3 separate regions of the Mus musculus genome follow, and regions 2 and 3 are each linked to region 1. Evidence: chromatin contacts called from public ChIA-PET and Hi-C data. All regions are on one chromosome and are shown on one strand. Each heading gives the region's core, a stretch centred on a gene start, on an enhancer-like site or on the middle of the called end of the contact. The rest is flanking DNA. Distances are from core to core; before and after follow the strand shown. Region 1 overlaps Gm33104 (predicted gene, 33104). Region 2 has its middle 47 kb from the start of Gm40607. Region 3 has its middle 23 kb from the start of Olig3.

Region 1 (5,079 bases), core at 1,247-3,746:
TTTGTCTTTTTTTGTTTTGTTTTTTTCTGTTCCTGTCTGTTTGTTTTGTTTTTTGTTTTTTGTTTTGTCTTCTTTTTGTTTTGTTTTTTCTGTTCCTGTCCTTGTGACTTCAAGGTAGAACCTTGAATGAATGAACTTACAGACTATTGGCTTCTACCAACCCAAAAGCTAGTAGCATCACTGGATAGCATCTAAGGTATTCCAAAAAGTCCACCTCTTTGTTGTAACCTGCTTATCAAATGTTTGCACTAATACATTTAAAAAGTACCTTAATTTGGGGTTCCCTATTTCTGGAAAAGCACGAAATTGCTACCTCGTTGGAACGTGGTATTTGGAGAAAGTAAAATCTGTGTTCCTGAGCCATAGTCACTCATAACTGGCTCTAGAATAAACTATCTCTTATCTTGTTGAGGCGAGCTGTTTCTCTCATTGACAATAATAGGGGTCTATGCAGGAGCAAGAGTGAGTCATGGTGGGAGGTTGACCTCTGGCACCCACACATGTGCACCTGCTGGTCTGAGCCAGATGAACATTAACCAGCAAGCAGTTGTCATCTCTGTAATGGTCTTGATGAATGCTAGTTTTCTTTAGTGTCATCTTGCTCTCCTCACTTGCCTTTGCTAACTTTTCAAAACATGTTGTTCCTAATACACACTCCAAAATGTAGGCTTGCTTTCCCTCCCCGCTAGCATCTGTGAACTTAAAGGTGGTCATGTTTCTAATCTTTCATGCTACTATTTAAAAACATGTCCAAGGCTAATCTCACTTGCTAGAGGTGTACTTTGGCTCAGCATTCAAATAGGATCCATCCTTTCTCCATTTCTAAAACACAAAAATCAAGTCTCCCTTACTAAATTTTTTATTTCAGTCCCAGATGCCTTAGGTGTTATACCTATCTTAGATATTATACATATATTATCTATGTTAGATATATATTATACATATATTAGATATATCTGTCTTAGATGTTATACTGCCTTAGATAGATATACTATCCTCAAACATGGTCTCCCTCCATGTGGAGCTTGGAGATCTGAGATGTGCAAGCTTGTGGTATCTGAGAAAACCGCAGAAGCACGGTGACCCCTCTCATGTTTGATACCCATCTCTCCTTATGGTGATTTACACGAAAATGGCTCTCGCGGGCTTCCAAATTTCAATTCTTAGTCACCAGGTTATGAAACCGAGAAGGCTTAGGGGGATTAGGAGGTGTTGTCTTACTGAGAGTGGACTTTGAGACTGCAAAAGCCTACACTGGGCCCTGTGTCTCTCCCTCTGTCTTCTTGATGCCCGTGGAACAGGATGTAAAGCTGCCTGCTTGCCTGCCTGCTGCCATGCTCCCTGCCATGGTGACAAAAGACCAATCCTCTGAAGCTGTAAGCCAGCACCCAGTGAAATGTCTTCTTTTCTAAGAGAAAACATTTGGTCATGATCCCTTTTCAACAATACAAAGGTAACTAAGACATCCCTGAAGCAGGTCAGACCCAAATGTTGGCTGGTTTTATGTCAACTTGACCCAAGCTAGAGGAATCAGAGAGGAGGGAGCCTCACTTGAGACAATGACTCTTAAGATCCAGCTGTAAGGCATTTTCTCAATTAGTGACCAATGGAGCCGGGCCCAGCCACTGTAGGTGGCACCATCCCTGGCCTCCTACAAGAAAGCAGGCTGAGCAAGCCATGAGGAGCAAGCCAGTAAGCCGCACCCCTCCATGCTCTGTATCAGCTCCTGCCCTGAATGAACTCCTGCCCTGTTTGAGTTCCTGTCCTCACTGCTTTTGAGGATGAACTGTTCTGTGAAACTTGGGGCTAGAAAAGCCATTGAGTCACTTCTGTAAGAGCTTGCTGCAAACAGTAAAAAAAAAAAAAAAACCTGGAGGCCTAGCTTGTGCAGTGTCAGCGGGAAGAAAAGACTCTACAGGACATTTTGTGTGAAGGATCTGTAGTTTTGGTTAGCTGGGGATGAAGAACCATCTGTGATGAACAAGATACCAGAACTACTAAAGTAAAATCCTTGCTGGATACTCAATGCTGGTTGGCCAGAGCTGAGAATTTAGCCACGATTACGAAGAAAGCAGCATTGTTGGGGTAAAACTTTCGGGGGAAGTGTTTTCAAGAGATTCAGCACACAGAAGCTGTGTTCCAGACAAGGCCATAAGTTGGACCTTGCGCTGGTAGCTGAACTTGATAGTGCGCCAACAAGGAAACACTGCCTTGAGAGCCTCAGTCTGTTGGCTCAGTCTCAGATCTGATCTCTGGGCCAGAGCTTTTGGTCCGAATCTCAGCTCTGGTACTTGGTATTTGGTATTTGTATGGCATGAGCACGTGATAAACTTCTGTGTCCCGGTTTCCTCATTTGTAAATTTCAATTAAAAATCATAGACAATGCATCATATAAATGCACACGTGATTTTAATGTACTAGCAACAGTGTTTACACTGCAAAGGTTGTCATGGCAGCTGCTTGATCCATGTACATCGCTCAGAACGATGTAGGGTACATGCTGAGCTGCATAAAGTATTATTTTTGCTTTTGAATTTCGTCCGTTTCACATTGGGGGTGGGGACACATGTTTTTGTACTTAGGGGTTTTAACTTGGAAATCAGAAAACGGTTCTGGTTCTAAATAGCTGGAGCTAACCAACAACCTTGCGGGGGGGGGGGGGGGCGCCTCACCCCATCACAACCGCTTGAGGATGCTGCCCCCTGGTGGTCCTTCTCCGGGGCTTCTACCACTCTGTTTCAGTCATGCCAGAATTTTGTTTGTCTTCTCCTTCCTTTAATCTAAAGGTCAACCTATCAGCAGCTGCAGCATTCCCTCACAAGCGTTTCTCAAAACACAGTTTGTAAGTCGCAGATGTACATATGCATTTCCACCGTTTGGGTGGCAGCTAAACGTTATACTTTTGGTAGGAATGTTTAGAAATGGTGAGAAAATTATGTGTCCACTCAGAGCACCTATTATGTAATCTTTTTAATTGATACACTTGAAAATGAGGTAAGTACCTGAGGATTCAAGCAGAGTCCTCTTTAGTACTGATATAAGCATTCATATTTAAAAAAATCATTCTTATGGACTCTAGGATAAATGTCCTATTGCATACCAAAATATAGAGTTTAAAAATATTAACGTCATTACTTTGACAAAATTTCTCAGGATCAAAGAGATAAAAGTTACAATGTTTGCACTTATGCTGCACATGTGTACTCTGTTTGGTCCTGTTTTCACCTGGTCATCTGCAGTGCCCACCCCAGCAACCTCTATCTTATTTCTTCAGGAATTTTCCACAATAACAAACAAACAAACATAAAACAAACAAACAAAAACCATTTGTTTTCAAGAGGAACTATGCAAAACTCTTCCTTTTCGGTTCTTTTGCAAACTTACATGACCCTGGAAGGTAGCTCAAGGGCGGATCACCTCGTCTGGATCACCTCTGTTACACAATTCCTAGCACCAAAAAAGGCAACATCAGAAGATCGGTGAATACTTTTTTTTTTCCTTTTAACACATTTGCTATCGTTTCTGATGGAGAATAAAGAATGAGTCTGAAGTTGTTAGGCGCTCGCTCAGCCGGCTGGAAGCCCGACATTCTCTCTATGCTTCTGCTGCCCGGCATTGTGGACAGAACATTACTCAAACCACAGGCTCCAGACTCCCAGGTAACTGAAGCCAGCAGGAAGCTCTGTTTGATATCAAGTGTGTGCTTTATCGACCTTTTTGTTGTGATGGGAAGAAGGGAACCAGCTTTGCTTTTATCTTGCCCTGTCGTAACATTGCCCAGTAGGTGGAGGCTTTTTTGGTGCACTGTGGCCAAACTCTTTGATAGATGCTGAATTTGTGATCATAAATTTTCTATAATAATAATAATGATAATAATAATAATAATAAATCAATGTTCTTTCCATCACCGTTACTAACATAAAATCTTACACAGCCACGTGTTTTATTAAAGCGGATCTAAAATTCTGCATTCAGGAACCACCACATAGAAAATACAACTTAATTTTCTTTCCTAAGAGACAGAAGCCTGTCCGTCCAGGGACAAAGGCTTACATCTAACAAAGCAATTTTGAACTTTGGAGTCAACCATATAGACTTTGAGCTAAACACAGTCTCGGTGTCTTATTATATTAGAAATACTCCTGCAGAATAAGAAAATAAAGTGTCTTTGTTTCCTCTACAAGTACTTAGTTTTCAATGAGCAAGTTAGAGTTTTTATATTTCATTTAATGAATATGCCCCCCCAATTGTTTTGCTTTTACACATGTGATGAAGCTATATTAAATCTACCCTTTTTTTTTGTAGGATGCCCTTGTGGGTTTAGACCTGAACACAATACAGTCACTGAGCAGAGACCAGGCTTAGTGCAATCACAAGCTCACCCCAGTGTTCCTGTACCATACTCTGTGGCTCCTCGTCTACTTTGGATAGTACTTGTTCCAACTCCTTAAGAGTTCTAGTAATTTACAGAAAGAATTCTCTTCATTAAAAGATGAAATGTGCTCTGTATTTTAGCCCAATATTTAACATTTAGTAGTAGTTTTGTGATTTAAGAGTCATAGATACTTTGGATGTTAATTATTTCTTTTATACCAATCTTTAGAGACATGTGCATTTAAATATCTGATTTCCCATTCTAGAAATATCGCAATCATCTCATAATTATGAATTAATGTTCTAAGCACATTTCTGTCTGTCACTATTGCCAGAATGTTTCAAGCATGTTACTGGGAAATAACCATGCAAGGAAAGAAGACTGGCTTCCTCAGTGGAGTTCTGCTTTAAAGCGCAGCTGACACTTGGGCCTGGAAATTTCTTTGTTGTAGGCAGCTGCTCTGTGTGTACATTCTATGTGCATTCTAGGATGCTTACAGAACCCTTGGCCATGTCACACCAGATGCCAGTGACATGCTACTCCTCACTGTCTGCAGACACTGCCACATGCTCTCTGAGGCAACAACTGTCAACTTCCTAACACAACAGGTTTGTTTGTTTGTTTGGTTGGTTGGTTGGTTGGTTGGTTGGTTTCACCGTAGCCTAGAACTGGCCTAGAACTCTTGTCAATCCTCTTGCCTCAGC
Region 2 (5,079 bases), core at 648-3,147, 200 kb after region 1:
TGTTTGTGAAAAGATGATTTAGTCACAGTGGAAGAGAGGCCTCCCCCAGTGTCTCTTTCTTGGTACCCTGAAGTCCTTTTGGAGAGACTGCAGCATCTCCTTTAGTGGAAGCCACCACTTATTTAGAGTCCAGACAAATTACTTTTGGCCAAGCCATATGGCTTTCTCAAGAACCTAACTTGAAATGTGAATTTGAATGGGGTTGCAAAGACTTTTGGGTATCCTATTCATGAGTGTGTCTATAGACTCAAGGGTCTTGGAGTCAGTTCTACTAGGTCTCAATTTTTTTTTTCTATTTGAAAGGACAGTAAGGCTATATTATTAAGAAATGGAGAGAGAAGTAATTGCTTAAGGTGTACAGTCAAAACAAAACTCCATGTAATCATTGATCAGAGTTCAATGTTCAGTGTATGAAGAGAATCCGGTCTATCCCGTGTTATGCAAACATGTAACACCCCAATACTGTCTGTGGGAAAATGCATTTACTCCTCTAACTGAAAGGCTGGCCGCTGATGAAAACAGCAAACACTTGCTAAGTGGCAAGCAGGATTGAAGTTAAAGAGACAAAACATCTCCAAAGTTAACTGAAGTCTTAATCATTTCAGACATCTTTTTCTGTCCTAAGTCTCTTAATCAGTTCTTATCCATGTTTTCAAGACTGATCAGAGCTTTGAACTTTTAAAATGATGCCCATTTTCCCCTAATTTAAGTGTTCTCAACACTCTCCTTGCTCCTTGGGTGTAACAGGATCATTAGAAGCAGTTGCTAAGTCCTTAATTCCATGGAACTATTACTTCCTGTTAGTGTATTTTTGGAAACAGCTGTTAGGCAGCTAATTGTCTAGAAAGCTGATAGCTATTTTAAAGGGAATATTTAAACACCAGATTTTCTTTTTAACTAATAAATATAATGTAACTTTATAATATTCGGTTAAAATTTGTACAAAGTTGTCAAATAGCATACCTTTAGAATCAATTCTTCTACTATGGTGTTTCACAATAACAACTCCCAAAATGCATTTTATAGTTTTAATGTAGGCAGAACTGTCTCTTTACATAATGGTACGAATAGGTTAAAATGACCCTAATCATCTTTCTCCAGGGAAACAGCCTAGAGGCTTGCACTGGGTGCTTCTCTGTGTAGTATGGCATGTCCCAGCCACCACTAATTTTCAGCTAAGTTCTACTCTTCCCTAAAGTGGAAGTTGGGAAAACATGCATTTTGCAAGGGACTCAGGCCCACTCCTGAATATCACCATATTCAGATTTTTAAAAAATGCAAAAAGCAAAACAAAAAACCCAACATAGAACAACCTCTCTGGCTTGTTGACTTACTTTTACCCCATCACTTAGTTCCACAATAAACCATCGTTTAATTGATAGTTTCATATCTACTTTGGAAGTTAATAAAAACCACTTCCTATTTTCTTGTGTGAGAGGGTGGGTTAGACACTGTCTCTGTGTGATGCAATGAAGAAGAGGAGTGCAGGTGACACAGAACAGACTCCGCAGAGACAGAAAAAGAGGGAAAGCTTCTTAACTCACAAACAGCGCGGGTAGGATAGCTGAAGGTGGAGAAATAGAACATAACAATGAAACAAAGAGACCAAACGCAGCAGCTCCAGCCAAACTCTCCCCAGCACTGGAAAGGAAAATAGAAGGCTTACTCAAAAGGCAAGCCAGGCCTGCGGGTGGTGAGAGCTGGTCATGTACACAGGACCAGCACACAGCTCTAACAAGCCTCTAACCCAGTTGTGAGTTTGGTAAGACAATGAAGTCAGCACCTGTGGATAAATAAAAAAAAAGAAAAAGAAAAAAAAAGTATTTTAATAGGAGCCTAAGAAAGAAGGGGCAAGGTGGAACAAGGAACACTTAGTCAATCTGACGCTGCCTCAGGGGACAGAAGCCGCAAGTAGGAAGTGGAGAAACTGAGAATGCCAGATGCTGATGTGCTGTCATAGTCAGGGTTTCTATTCCTGCACAAACAGCATGACCAAGAAGCAAGATGGGGAGGAAAGGGTTTATTCGGCTTACACTTCCATACTGCTGTTCATCACCAAGGAAGTCAGGACTGGAACTCAAGCAGGTGAGGAAGCAGGAGCTGATGCAGAGGCCATGGAGGGATGTTCCTTACTGGCTTGCTTCTCCTGGCTTGCTCAGCCTACTCTCTTATAGAACCAAGACTACCAGCCCAGAGATGGTCCCACCCACAAGGGGCCTTTCCCCCTTGCTCACTAATTGAGAAAATGCCTTACAGTTGGATCTCATGGAGGCATCTCTCCAACTGAAGCTCCTTTCTCTGTGATAACTCCAGCTGTGTCAAGTTGACACAAAACTAGCCAGTACAATTGACCCCTTGTCAACTTGACACACAAATACATCACTAGTAAGCCTCAACCCTTAGTTCTTATTCATCCCCAAGATCTTAAATAACTTTAAAAGTACCACAGTCTTTACTTATTAAAAGCTCAATGCTTTTAGAATATCCATTATCTTTTAAAATCCAAAGTCTTTTTACAATTAAAAGTCTCTCAACTGCAGGCTCCACTCAAATACTTCCTTCAAGAGGGAAAAACATCAGGGCACAGTCACAATCAAAAGTGAAATCAAACTCAAACTGTCCAATGTCTGGGATCCACTCACGATCTTCTGGACTCCTCCAAGGGCTTGGGTCACTTCTCCAGCCCTGTCCTTTGTAGCACACACCTTGTCTTCTAGGCTCCAGCTGCCTGTACTCCACTGCTTCTGCTGTTCTTGGTGGTCATCTCATGATACTTGAATCTCCTAACCACTGCATGACCCCTTCAGTCCTGGGCCATCAATTGCAACTGAGGCTGCACCTTCACCAATGGCCTTCCATGGCCTCTCACAGTGCCGAGCCTGAGCTGCTCTGCATGACCCCTTCATGCCTTCAAAACCAGTACCACCTGGGTGACTCTTACACATTACCAAGTCCTGCTGCAGCATGAGGTACGACTTTGGCTAACTCTGGAACACAGCCTCTTTGTGCTTTCAGAAAACACTTCCCAGAAGATGTCACCTCAATGATGCTGGTCTCTTCTTAATCACCGCTAATTTCTTAGCTCCAGCTAACCAGCATCAATAGTCCCAGTAATGCAAAGGTTTCACTTTAGTAGTTCTGGTATCTTGTTAATCACAGCTGATTCTTCAGCCCCAGCTAACCAGAACCACAGAATCTTCACAATCAAACTAGCAATGGCCCTGAAAAAAGTCTTTAATTTTCCCTCTGAAATTTCACAAGCCAGGCCTCCATTTTCTGCACTGTTCTCAACGTTATCTTCCAAGCTCCTACACAACATCTGACAGAGTTCTTAACACTGAATGGATCTTCTGGCCCAAAGTCCTTCCACAGTCCTTCCCAAAACATGGTCAAGTTGTCACAGGAATACCCCACTATGCTGGTACCAATTTATCTTAGTCAGGGTTTCTATTCCTGCACAAACATCGTGACTAAGAAGCAAGTTGGGGAGGAAAGGGTTTATTTGGCTTACACTTCCATACTGCTGTTCATCACCAAGGAAGTCAGGACTGGAATTCAAGCAGGTCAGGAAGCAGAAGCTGAGCAGAGGCCATGGAGAGATGTTCTTTACTGGCTTGTTTCCCTGGCTTGCTTAGCCTGCTCTCTTATAAAACCAAGACTACCAGCCCAGAGATGGTCCCACCCACAAGGGGCCTTTCACCCTTGATCAGTAATTGAGAAAATGCCTTACAGTTGGATCTCATGAAGGCATTTCCTCAACTGAAGCTTTCTCTGTGACAACTCCAGCAGTGTCAAGTTGTCACAAAACTAGCCAATACATGTGCCAACCCCAAAGTGTGGGTAATAATAGAATTCTTGCCCATCCTATGAAGTGTTCAGAGGGACACAACACACAGTGTAACTAGTGGTACTACCTGAATAGCTTTGGAGGCGGCTAGCCTAGACTCTAAGGTCAGGGGGCAGATAAACCTCTGGAGCCAACTATTGTAGATTTGGTATAATGCTGCTTGTATTATGTTAATTTGTCTCTCCAAATTGCATGAGAATCCGCATGCCTGCACTTAAGACACTTGAGGGACGCTGCTCCCTCAGTTAGTTTTGATTGGTAAATAAAGTTGCCCGCAGCCAATGGCGGGGCAGGGAACAGAGGCGGGACTTTAGAATTCCTGGGCAAAGGACAGAGAAAGGGCAGGAAGAGAGATAGCTGCCATGCTGGGGAAGGAGAGGAGACACCATGCCTGAGGTACGGGACAGAGAGACAGCGGACATGTACGAGCCAGGGAAGAGCAGCCTCCTCCCACCCTGCAACTGGTCTAGGGCAACAAAGATAGAATATAGATTTTAGTAAGTAATAACTCAGGAATATTGGCGGGGAGTGTGTTAGCCATGTGGAGGTTAAGAAATGGCCCAGCCATTGAATTGTTTAAAGGATGTGTGTGTTTCATTTTTTAAATTTAAATTTCTTTTGTTTTTCTTCTTTCCTTTTTCATGTTTCATTCACTTATTTCTGCACTTAGTCAAAAATAGTTTTTAACTTCATAACAAGTCTACATTGTTCTTGCAATTTTCAGTTCCGTGATCATTGGTGGTATAGTAGCGGGCATTTTCAAAGTCAGTTTGAAGTGCATTTCTATTTGTTGTTAATTTTGCTAGAGTTGCTGTTAAAGCAATTTGTTTTCCCTCTGAGAAGTACCGATGGTCCCTCTAGAGTACTCTAATCAATAAGGTCCGTAGATAAAACAGTCTTGCAAATTACAGCACAAAATCAGGCAAAGCACTACAACTTGGAGTCCCCATAAGAATTCACAAACCAACCAACGAGTGACGTTCAGAAACCAATTCAGAATCTGAAAGAGAGAGCCCACCATGGGCGAAGAAAAACAGCAATGGGAATGAAAAAGTCATCAAGTTGGATAAGGTATTCAGAAAGAAAGGGAAATATCAGGGGGAAAGAGGGCCAAATGGAAATGTTGGAAATGAAAGGATCAAGATATCAAATGAAAAACACAATGGGAAGCATCACCAATAGACTAACTAGACCAAGTAGGTGAAAGAATGTCAATAACGAAGAACAAGGTT
Region 3 (5,079 bases), core at 1,589-4,088, 160 kb after region 1:
AACCCCAAAGTTGGGTCATGGAAGCCAGACACATGGACGTGAGAATGGTGTTTCTAATATCAGTGAATGGAAGAGACTTCAAGAAAAGAATTTAAAATGTATTTTTAATAGAGCTTAAAAGGGAAAGAAGAGAATGTTTTAGCAGGCAGCGTGCTTTCCAGTCAGGAAGAACTGAGGTCCTCGTGGCAAGGAGCTTAGAAAGAGAGTAACTCAGGACCATGTATACAGTAGCTTTGGATACAGACCTCACTTGGTTGAGGTAAATTGAACCTTTGAACATCTTTTCACAGAAACACATAACAGCACTGAAGACACAAAATGAGATGATGAGAAAAAAATTGGATTATGAAATAAAATTATAAAAGTGCTAGTCTCACAATGAGCTAAATTCACACTTGGATGAATGGCAGAAATAGTGAGAGGTTTCAAATCCTATTCATTAAGGAGAGGAGTTTGGACCCAAGGCATTGCAGAGAAGAAAAGCATGGTGGGAACTTCTTTATTCTGAGTGACAGTTTCTAGTGGAATTCTGAACTGTGGAAGGGTTGCTTGGAGAGCAAGGGGCAGAGAGCGCTCTCTGAGATTCACTTCCATTTTCCAACCTCTGTCATGGTTGCATGAACACCAAGACTAGATGTGGATCTACCCTATGGATAATCTATGACTTCCTTTTACTAACAGAATTTTATTCTGTTTTCATGTTAAAATTAATGTGACAATGGTACTTTAGGATATTTCTAAGTAAAATGTTGCTCAATTAGATACAGTGTAGCCTTGGAAATGTAATAAGCAGGAGAGCAATACTGAGTTGTTATTTTTTTTTATTACCAACTTAATTGTTGATTCCGATGTGTTAAAACTGAAGCAGCCTTCCTCCTATAATGTCTAATGAAGTCCAAGATCAAACAAAATCCTGCTAATTAGTAAGTTAATGAGGACAAGTTCACGGGCAGAGTTATGTTCATAATTACATGTTTCAAAGCATCTTGAAGCAAAATAAGATCCCAATTTGTGGCTCTAATATTACAAACTTGGCCTTTGTTCCTTGGGGATGTACGAAGAAAAATTCTGTGGGCTGCACACTGTTAATAATGTACGATGCTGGCAACATGACCCCTCAGCAAACAGTGAACTGCAATCAGCTCATTGCTACCGATACCAAGTTGCTTTAAGGAAGAAAAAGATGACACTTAGGGAAGGAACCAGAATTAAAGGCCAATGGACATCAGTTCTTCACATTTACACTTTGTATACGGACGGAGGAAGATGGGCCCACAAAGATAAAGACGTCCTACTCTGTTGCTACCCTGTTAGAATAGAGAACATTGATCCCCATGTAAAAAACTGAGAATTTTTTTTCCTTACCAACAAACTGGTGTGGTTTAACACTCCTGGTTAGTGTTATCCCGGGTTCCTCTCAGAAATACCAATAAGCATTTTACTTTAGGACTTTAGATTTGCTGTTATTTGGACATGATTCACACTTACTTATGAGTGGCTCTTTTTGGCTTTGCCACACTGAAGCTATAGCTCTGATACCATGGGATCTGAAAAAGCAAGTATTGAAACTTACTAGACTATGTATCAACTGCTTAGATGACCACTCGTCAACCCAGATCACTGCTAAATGACACAAAACTAACGCTGACCATCAGCACAGCCATCTTCTCAACTTTGTATCATCTTACCGGTTGCATAGGACACAATGTGTTTCATTGTGATGTTTTCATATACATGAATTGTGCTTTGCTTTGAAGCCACATTTTCTTTATGCATTCATCTGTTGATGGGCATCTAGGATGATTCTATATAGTACCTACAATAAATAGTGTTGCATTAGACATGGATATGCAGCCACCTCTGTGAGAATGTCAACTTAGATTCTGCTGGATGTAGACTCAGGGAAGGCAGATGTACAAGCATTGCCATCTTGATTTTGCACAAGGATTTTCCAACCCCACCATTGTGTATAGCGCTTTGCAAAATACATTATCCAGCAAGGTAGACACTCAAAGTGCTTGATATGAGGTTTTATGACTTAAAAGGATGATGGTGCTAGGCGTAAAACCATTAGTGGGTAAAGTAGGATGGCAAAGCCCCCTCTTCTTGTTCTTGGACTTTGCAAAGTGGGTCTGCAATCACTTTTGACATCATTGACCATCTGAAGACAGAGCAAAGAGTCTGATTTCCCCTGCTTTCTAGATGAATTGCAGAATTCATGTTCAGCTGCATTTAGTTAGCACCAAGGACCCCAGGATCTATAAACTTAGTTATCTAAATAAGGTGAGAAGCCAATGGCTATAAGGTTTATTTAATGGTGAGGTTGCTTAATTATTCATGTTGAATGAAGGCTGAGCTGTTCAGATTTTCTCATAGCAGCACCCCTCCCCACTTGCCCTTTCTCTGTGCCCCTATTTTCCTGCCTTAGAAAGATGAGGGGAATGTGACACTTCCTTAGAAAGATAAGGGGAATGTGACACTTCTGGGATCCCCCTCAATACCTTTGCACTAGAAAATTATTCTGAGATATCCTGGTAAGATTTCAGCTCTGGCAGGGTCAGATAGTATGGCCAACACCTGCCATAGTTGGATGACCTTGAGGGGCTTAGCCTCACAGTGGAAGAGGATCCAGCAGGTGATAATCCTCTTTACAAACACAACCTCTTCTGACTGCATTGGAGGTAAGGGAAAGTGTGTGTGTGTGTGTGTGTGTGTGTGTGTGTGTGTGTGTGTGTGTGTGTGTATGTTTAAACTTTCCTTCTTGTCTTTATTTGTGTGCCACAGATGGCAGCCTCTCTGGCTTGTTATGAGCACAGGAAGTGGGTAAAGTGTGGTGAATTGCGAGAATGCCTCATGATTCAAATATGTCTCAAGGCCAATTCTCCTGAGATCATTTGGCAAGGCCAATTATCTATGAGTTTGGAAGAGCCTGAAATCTGAGATTTTTAAGTGTCCCCACACCCCAAAATTATTTTTCAAAACAACAAGGGACAGTTTCTCTTCACCAAGTACATAAGATTGTCGACTATTTTCTCATAGTTTTATAATTAACACATAAGACGAAAAACAATCACAGTTATTCTGAAATGAAATGAATGAATCTAGTAGCCAGTAGAGTAACTTATTTCAAAGCAGACTAGTAAATTGTGATCACACTTTCAACTGACAGAAAAAGAGAAAAAAGATATTTTATCCCTAAAGTAATTTCTTTTATGTTTTATGTACTAGTATAGTTTATTTTGAGTGTTTTCCCCCTCCTTCCCTTTCTCCCTCACTCCCTTCTTTCTTATTCCTTTATCCCTTCCTTTCTTTTTTCTCCCTTCTTCTTTTTCTCCCTCCCTCTTTCCCTGCCTCCCACCCTCCCTTCCTTCCTTCATCCCCTACCTTTTTTTTTTCTCTCTCTACCCCCATCCTTTCCTCCCTTCATTTCTTCTTGGGTCTCATGTATCCCAAACTTACCTTGAACTCTTGATCTCCACTCCCCAAGTGCTGACTTTACAGCTGTGCATCACCAGGCAGGGCTACTTATGATGCAATTCAGGCTTTCATACAGTAGAATTTTGGTAGCAACTCATTGACTGTCCACTAGGCACAAACAGTTCCAAAGAGCGAGTCTTGTGGAACTGGCCTTGTGGAAGTTCTCTGTGGAATGAAGAGGTTTTTGTAGTGAGCTTTTAGGTAGATTTTTAATGTAGCCATATTGCTACCACAGTAATTTGTGCAGTGCCAAAACACACTGTATTTATAATAATAGGAACTATATTTTATCAGTTCAGCTTCAGATGAAGAAACTGTGACCTTGGGAAACCTAAACAAGTTAATTGGTTCAGGAATTTTAAAACAACTGCCCACACTGGCACAAATAAAAGTTATACTAAACTTGTATTCCATAGTCAGTGGAACATTGACCCTCAAAAGCTTTGGCAAGCCCTATGAAAAAATATACAAGGCCTTGGGGTGTACGTCAGCGGGACAGCACTTGCCTATCATGATCAAATCCCTCAGGCTTGACCCCTAGCCATCAAAAAAAAAAAAAAACCTGAATGAGAGGATAGGTAAGTGATTCAGAGCAAATAGCAACAATCTTCTGTTCTTCTAGAATACTCATTTTCCCCATTTGTTATCCTTCAATGTCCTTCCTCCTTTCCCTTTGGACCCCTTCTTCCTACTTAGCTCCCCAGTGGCCAGACAAGTAGAAAAAAAAAAATGATACCATGCCCTTCATCAGCTGTTAACATCCATTACCTCCCCAGGAAGTGATGGAGACTTCTGGGTGCCTCCTTTTTCCATGATGAGAGTTGGAGGGACCAATCTCCTGCTGGTGTGTATAGCTGCTGTGCGATCATGGTTGCATCAGTAATATTGTGTCTACATGACAGTTTTTGTGACATTCATTCCCATTCTTCAGCTCTTACATCCTTTTTCTCATTCATCTGTGAAGTTCCCTGTGCCTCAAGGCCAGGGATGATAAAGATGCCCTGTTTAAGGCTGAATGGCCATTAGTCATTATTTTCACCACTTTGACCAGATAGTAGTATTCTCTGTGTTAACCTTCACCCTAAGCAGCTTCTCTGACTCGAGATGAAAGACACGCTAGTCTATGTGTATAAAAATAAATATGAGTATAAATGCAAATATTAATCTGTTATTCGCCTCTAATAGTCTGAAATGTTTTTCTTTGTTAAGGAAGAGATACAGTAATCTCTTTCAGTTATATAATGCTCTCAGGTACCTAATGATGCTATCAGTCTCATATTATAGTACAAAATTGCAAAAGTTGAGAAAAATCAGTTTCTTGACATCTGTTGAAGAGCAGACGCTTAGCAGCTGTGATCTCATGCGTACAGGGAGGAGGATGATTGCCCCTAGACTATGGTTTCCAAAATAGGGGCGTGCAAGTAACATTATACAGACATAGCAGTATTTAAATATTCCAAAATGTGGGTTTTTTATATAGTGCATTTACATATTCAGGAACACAAACACACACTAAAGGAAAACAAAGAGACCATGGATCTTAAAAAGAACAAAGTTGGGGATGTGGTTGGGTTTGGAGGAAGGAAAGGGGAATTGTGGATA

The links. A called contact is a pair of places that touch in the nucleus more often than the background predicts. ChIA-PET counts read pairs in DNA pulled down with a chosen protein or histone mark.
Region 2: a contact with region 1 is called in a Hi-C map of group 2 innate lymphoid cells, with 3 times the contacts expected there. The contact joins two enhancer-like sites. A contact is called at or near these places in 2 of 15 datasets of contacts at CTCF or cohesin (large pre-B cells and pro-B cells), 17 of 484 Hi-C or Micro-C datasets (the 63-12 cell line, CD4 T cells, CD8 T cells and 9 more), 4 of 115 datasets of contacts at active chromatin or transcription factors (CD8 T cells, T-cell acute lymphoblastic leukemia, large pre-B cells and 1 more) and 1 of 9 other capture datasets (embryonic stem cells).
Region 3: an RNA polymerase II ChIA-PET map of memory CD8 T cells shows a contact between it and region 1, with 500 read pairs. The contact joins two enhancer-like sites. A contact is called at or near these places in 1 of 15 datasets of contacts at CTCF or cohesin (CD8 T cells), 3 of 115 datasets of contacts at active chromatin or transcription factors (CD4 T cells, embryonic stem cells and memory CD8 T cells) and 1 of 9 other capture datasets (embryonic stem cells).

The regions. Positions count from the first base shown.
Region 1 is chr10:19,489,323-19,494,401 of GRCm38.p6, reverse strand. Gm33104 (predicted gene, 33104) reads right to left here. Exons shown (of 4, transcript NR_152784.1): 2 at 3,385-3,447. Among named protein-coding and RNA genes, the nearest start is that of Gm33104, 5.1 kb to the right of the region's middle. Within about 2 kb of position 2,496, at least 26 of the 459 cell types and tissues checked have an H3K27ac peak or open chromatin away from gene starts, as enhancers often do. A contact at or near this core is called in CD8 T cells and memory CD8 T cells, where this site is marked.
Region 2 is chr10:19,288,054-19,293,132 of GRCm38.p6, reverse strand. No RefSeq gene overlaps it. Among named protein-coding and RNA genes, the nearest start is that of Gm40607, 47 kb to the right of the region's middle. Within about 2 kb of position 1,897, at least 14 of the 459 cell types and tissues checked have an H3K27ac peak or open chromatin away from gene starts, as enhancers often do.
Region 3 is chr10:19,331,345-19,336,423 of GRCm38.p6, reverse strand. No RefSeq gene overlaps it. Among named protein-coding and RNA genes, the nearest start is that of Olig3, 23 kb to the left of the region's middle. Within about 2 kb of position 2,838, at least 17 of the 459 cell types and tissues checked have an H3K27ac peak or open chromatin away from gene starts, as enhancers often do. A contact at or near this core is called in CD8 T cells and memory CD8 T cells, where this site is marked.